Regions from separate parts of the Rattus norvegicus genome. Here region 1 is linked to region 2. A link is a contact called in public Hi-C data. All regions are on one chromosome and are shown on one strand. Each heading gives the region's core, a stretch centred on a gene start, on an enhancer-like site or on the middle of the called end of the contact. The rest is flanking DNA. Distances are from core to core; before and after follow the strand shown. Region 1 has its middle 62 kb from the start of Arhgap21. Region 2 overlaps Arhgap21 (Rho GTPase activating protein 21).

What was found. Hi-C and Micro-C count contacts between places; a contact is called where the count stands out from the background.
Region 1: a contact with region 2 is called in a Hi-C map of frontal cortex, with 2.0 times the contacts expected there. The contact joins two enhancer-like sites. A contact is called at or near these places in 4 of 12 Hi-C or Micro-C datasets (the Rat2 cell line, Schwann cells, frontal cortex and 1 more).

The regions. Positions count from the first base shown.
Region 1 is chr17:88,441,559-88,444,258 of GRCr8, forward strand. No RefSeq gene overlaps it. Among named protein-coding and RNA genes, the nearest start is that of Arhgap21, 62 kb to the left of the region's middle. Within about 2 kb of position 1,388, at least 65 of the 93 cell types and tissues checked have an H3K27ac peak or open chromatin away from gene starts, as enhancers often do.
Region 2 is chr17:88,311,591-88,314,290 of GRCr8, forward strand. All of the region lies in intron 3 of Arhgap21 (Rho GTPase activating protein 21), which reads right to left. Among named protein-coding and RNA genes, the nearest start is that of Arhgap21, 68 kb to the right of the region's middle. Within about 2 kb of position 1,426, at least 33 of the 93 cell types and tissues checked have an H3K27ac peak or open chromatin away from gene starts, as enhancers often do.

The DNA of each region.
Region 1 (2,700 bases), core at 138-2,637, 130 kb after region 2:
ATGTTGCAGAGGATACAATGGCTGCTGTGTGTGCTAGAGGACAAACATTCCCACACAGGCCCGTGCCTGGGAAACAATGGAGCGAAAAATATCCTGGAACACAATGCACTCATTTCCTGTGACAACAGTGGGTTTTGCTAGCCAGCTCCACCTGACTAAGAGCCCCTCCACCAGGGCTCATGATTTTAGAAGCTCATTTTCTTCTGGGAGTGAAAGACTTGCATAGAAAAAGAGGTAGGAAGTGGTTGGTCTCTGTCTCTCTCTTTCTTCCTCTCTCTCTCTCTTTCTCTCTCTCTCTCTCTCTCTCTCTCTCTCTGTCTCTTCCTCTCCTCTCCTCTCCTCTCCTCTCCTCTCCTCTCCTCTCCTCTCTTTTCCTCTCCTCTCTTCTCCTCTCCTCTCTTCTGCTGCAACACGAGATGTAATTAAAACTGCATTTTTTTATGCCCACAGCCCACAAAAAATTATGTGGTATTTTTTATGCCCACATAAAATTATGTGGTAAAAATACTATAGTGGTGTTAGAAGCTGTTTCGATTTTGAGTCTTTCTGACACTAAACGTTCATGATTCACCATCACTGCTTAAAACATCCTGGCAGAGCCCCCCCAGGCTTCTGTGTTTCTCAGTAAGTCTGGGCTGCTACATGACTCTCCTCCCTGCCCTGCTGAGCCTCAACAGTCACTCGAGGGAAGGTTCTCTTGAGAATTGGTGTAGAATTGCCTCCCTAATGCGTGATGCCAAGGAGCATTGGCTGAGCATGTGTGTGTCATTGGCCCAGTTGTGATTCCTGAAGTCTTCAAAAGAGTGCTGGGAGTGTACCATCATCAGTCCCTAGTGCCTTAGCCAAACTCACTTCTCAAGAGCCTCATGAACTACTCACCCAGAGCCTCCCAGGAAAGCGCTTTGTTGAGGATCGGTCTACTTGTATGGGTGACTCATCCCAAGTCTATGATGACATGGTCAGCTCTGGCATCGCTGTCAGAGAGCTCTGAATAGGGAAGCCTAGTGATCTCACAGAACAGGAAAGAAGTCTACAAGAGTCTAGCAGGGTGTTTCTTTTAAGAGTTAGTCTGAGATGAGACGGCTAAGGAACGTGTAGCCCCAACAAGCCTGTTTACTTCCAGACAAACCCTCACGAAAGTCATGAGCCCAGGGGACTGCTGACTGGCCAACTTATCCATATTGCTGTCACCATCTGAACGGCTAACATGGATCAAGAATGTTCTAGATGTTGGGAGAGTCTTGGAGGGTCCAACAGTGACAGTGGGAAGAGGGAAGGCAGGATGGAGGGGATACTTCAGGGACAGAAATGGTGCTTTGGAACAGGAACTGTCCTGAGAGACTAAGGATCGTGAATCACTATGTCCTGACTAATACCACCCATGGTGTGGTTCGCGCTGGAGCCAGAATTAGAACTGAGGTCTGCTTTGTATCTCCCTAAAAGAGCAAACCCACTTAGAGCCATTCATTAGGAGCAAAATGTAAACAGCACACGGGCCTCTGGGGGCACATTTAAAAATCTCAGCTCCTGAGGTTTGAACTTGGCTAAATTGTAGTGAGTCCCAGGGCCTCCCAGGGCCTCCCAGGGCCTGTGTTGGCAGGGATGTGATAGGAAGGAAATCAAAGATGAGATTCCTCCTGTTCTGAAGCTTGCATTTAAACCTGGAGGCACAGGTAGATGCAAGCCAGCACGGAGGGGCGTAATGCAGGCAGACCTTTCCCTCATGAGTCTGGCATAAGTGTAAGGACAGAGAAAACCCAACCTGTGGGATAATCTACCTGGTTATTGGAAACTCAGAAGCACACAGAGAAGGGACTGGTGAGCCTGGAGGAAGCAAGTTGCATCCAGTGGCAAATACCATTCATGCCGGGGTGGGGAAGGGTGATAGTGGTGGGGTCAAAGCAGCAGCAAGTGGGGCCCTCCCTGATCATAGGCAGCAAACAGGTCTGTGTGGCTGGGCTGCAGGCCATGTACTAACAAGCAATGAGAATGACCTCATGAAGAGGAACCTACATTTACAACATTCCTGGCATACCTGAAGGTAGGGACTGTCTGCCATTTGAGACACTGAAGAATCTACCCTGGTTTGATAGGTAAGGGATGAGGCCAGATGTAGGTAAAACAAAGAGATTCCTTGCTTGCTTTCCTAGAAGTCCACAGTTGGCCACTGCCAGTGATTCCAAGGCATTGACTAAGACATAGATCAGTGTAGGAGGGTAAGAGAGCTCTACTGCATTCCGGGTATGACGCTGGGCTTCTGGGGCATGATCGGTAGGCCGTGGGCATGTTGTTGTTGATGATGATGTTGATGTTTGTTTTTTTAGAACAACTATGTTTTGTCACAATAGTTCTAGAAGAAAACTTACATCACTGAAAACTCTTGATCTTTACTTATTTGTCCCATATTACTTATAGGCATCTTAAAGTTTGCTCTTACCAATAGCTTGTGTTCTATTAATTGCTTATGCCCTGAAGTGACACAGTAAGGGCCTTTTGTCTGTCTGGGTTTCCAGGTAAAATAAAATGAAGCAGGATGAGCAAAAAAGCAGGGATCTGCTGGTCCTGGGTTGGGTGTCAGTGTTGTAGAGGTTTAGAGTCCTGGCTTTGACATTTCACTTCTTTGCTTTTCTCTCATAAAGGAGGGTGGGGCCTGTTGGGTCTTAACTGTTTATAGGATATGTGATGAGATTAAAATTCTTG
Region 2 (2,700 bases), core at 176-2,675:
TAATGGCCTAACCCTCAGAACCTGTAAGCCAGCCCCAATTAAATGTTGTCCTTTATAAAAGTTGCCTGGGTCATGGTGTCTGTTCAAGGTAGTAAAACCCTAACTAAAAAAGTGCGGTCATTTTCAGAAAGCTAATTAGTACATTCAAGTTTTACCACCCAATCTGCAGATCGGACAACTTCAGGGACCCAGATGAGACCTGTCACATTTCAATCACAATTACATATACTAGAAGCAAACACGTACTCTCTTTATGCAGCTTGACCTTCAAGAAATGGAGTAAAATCAGTTTAAAAACTTAAAAAGTAGACGATGTTTGAAATTACTCATGTTAAGCTTTTTCAAATCAAATACATTTAATTTTTACAAACTTTTTTTGCCATGGGAATGTTTCACACACTCAGAACCAGAGAGACTGACAGCACTAAACCCTAGGAGACTAATAACCATGAAAATCATGTTTCATTTCAGCCCACTCACACCCATATAAAGCTTTTAAAGTTAAGTCTCGGATGTCAATTCATTCATAAATGCTGTAAACTCTCTGGCAGGCACATCTGAAGGAAAGGAACGTTAGTATTGACTCACAGGTGAAGGCAAAAAGCTTCTCTGGGTCTCCACAGGAGGGAGTACTCTGCACAATGGAGTTTCACGTACAAGCTGAGCACAAACCAACCTTTTATCCTTAAATATCTACTTACCACTAAGAACTGACACAGCCCTAAAGCTATGAGACAAATCCAGAAAGGTCTCACATGTGGAAATCACATGACAGCCCCATGTTAAGTTTATAAACAAGTTACCCATTCCTGTGGATCTGCTTGGCTATATATTCAAATCCCGTGAGTTTACAGTGGACCTATTCATTTACAGATTAAAGTCTTTGAGTTTATGGTGAATCTTCTTAGCTATATACTCAAATCCCATATGTTTACAGTGGACCTGTGGGTTTATAGAAAACACACTGCATGGAAATCTCAAGTGTACAGAACGGTACCTGGCATGTAATGGATGCTCAGTAAGTACCTTCTGTCTACTTCAAAAGGTCACCCTGGAAAATGCTAACAGTAAACAGCACTTCTGAGGTTTGCCTCCAGAAGAATGCTCCTGTGGGCCTCTTCAGTCCTGGGACAGGGCGGGCACCAGAAGAGCAGTGTGAGCGCAGCACCACTAGGTGTCAGGCGTGGATCAGTTTAAAGTTATAGCTAGGCAGAAACACTGTGGGAGCCCTTATCCAACACTTCCCCCTAGTTCTCTTTGAATGAACAGTCCATGACTGCCTTTCAGAGCACTTGAAGTTCAGTAATGTTAGTCGTCCCCCTCACGTTTCAGGAGTTTCATAAATGATGTATATAAGTCACTGCCCTGTTGTTCTTGCTTTGCGAGGTTGCAATTTCTCTGGCAACCCAGACAACTTTGTTAATTGTAAGCAACAACTTCCCATCTCTGAATTTATCCACTGCTCAACCCCTTGGCCAATAAGCTTGTCAAGGCCATCCGCCCTTTGTGCGCTCTCCCCTTCAAGACTACCAGCCTCCCTCAGCAAGCTTCCTAAGATCGCCTTTGCACCCATACTTCAACAAAACTTACCAGTGACTTCACGCTCCTTCCCCAAGGCCTTTCCAAGTACACAATTTGCCCATCTAACTAGAGAGAACGCCACGCGCAGGCCAGCTCTGCCCTCGGTTCTCAGCCTGTTAGTTCGGCTGAATGAAGCTAAGTGATACAGTGAGTTGCTCTGTATGTGCAAGCGAGTTCCTGAAATGCTCAGGAAAGGCTCCTGCTGCATCCCAACCCCTGCTCCCTCAGGACGGCTCTTCCAAATCCTGGTGACGTTAAGCTGCTCTCCCCAGCTGCGGGTCACATTGGATCTGTCCCGGGTCCCTGAATCTCTGCTGCTCTGGCCTCTTTTGTTTGCTTTGCTGTGTTTGTTTTAATGTCTAGTTTTCACTTTGAAGTTTTTCTTTCTCCTGTGTCCTCTCTCAAGTAAGGATTTAGTCCTCAACAGCCTTCTTTGGGGCCTTGGTCCACAGCTAGTTAGCACTTCTCATGTACATACTCTACGCTACAGCTCTGAGGTCCCCTTGCCTCCCCACCATGCAGCGGATGAGTGGCGGTGTGCCTCTGCCTACTGCACACCCTTCACCAGGGCTGTCAGCCCTCACTAATCTCCAGCTGCTTGTGTTGCAGGGGTTTCTGAATGAACAGGCATCCCCAGGACAGGCATATACGCTCATCCATGTTACACGTCCCTGGGCGTGTACTGATGCCAGAAATGTCCCTACTCATGAATACCTGCTTTCCTTATCCCTCCACAAACTCCACTGAGCTCTGTAACTTCAATAATTTGCTACACGTAAGAAAGTATCTTTTTAGATGTGATATATCCACTACTACAAATGAAACGTTTTTCACAGGCACCTTACAATTACTACCTCTTAATCAACACAGTGACTTGCCCTCAGATCTTCCATTTATTCTCTGGTTTCACTGCTGGGACAGACTGCTGGCACATCTGTTCATGACTTGTAGATGGCCCCTCCTCTCCCTAAGAGCTCCAGAGCAGGTACTCTATCTTGTACATGGGAAACGCAGCCCCGCTCCCCAGGGACAGGATATGCTGCTCTTCAAGCATTCTTGGGCTAACAGAGTTCATCTACTCGATCCCTCACCCTAGAAAATCTAAGCATGACTCTCCAT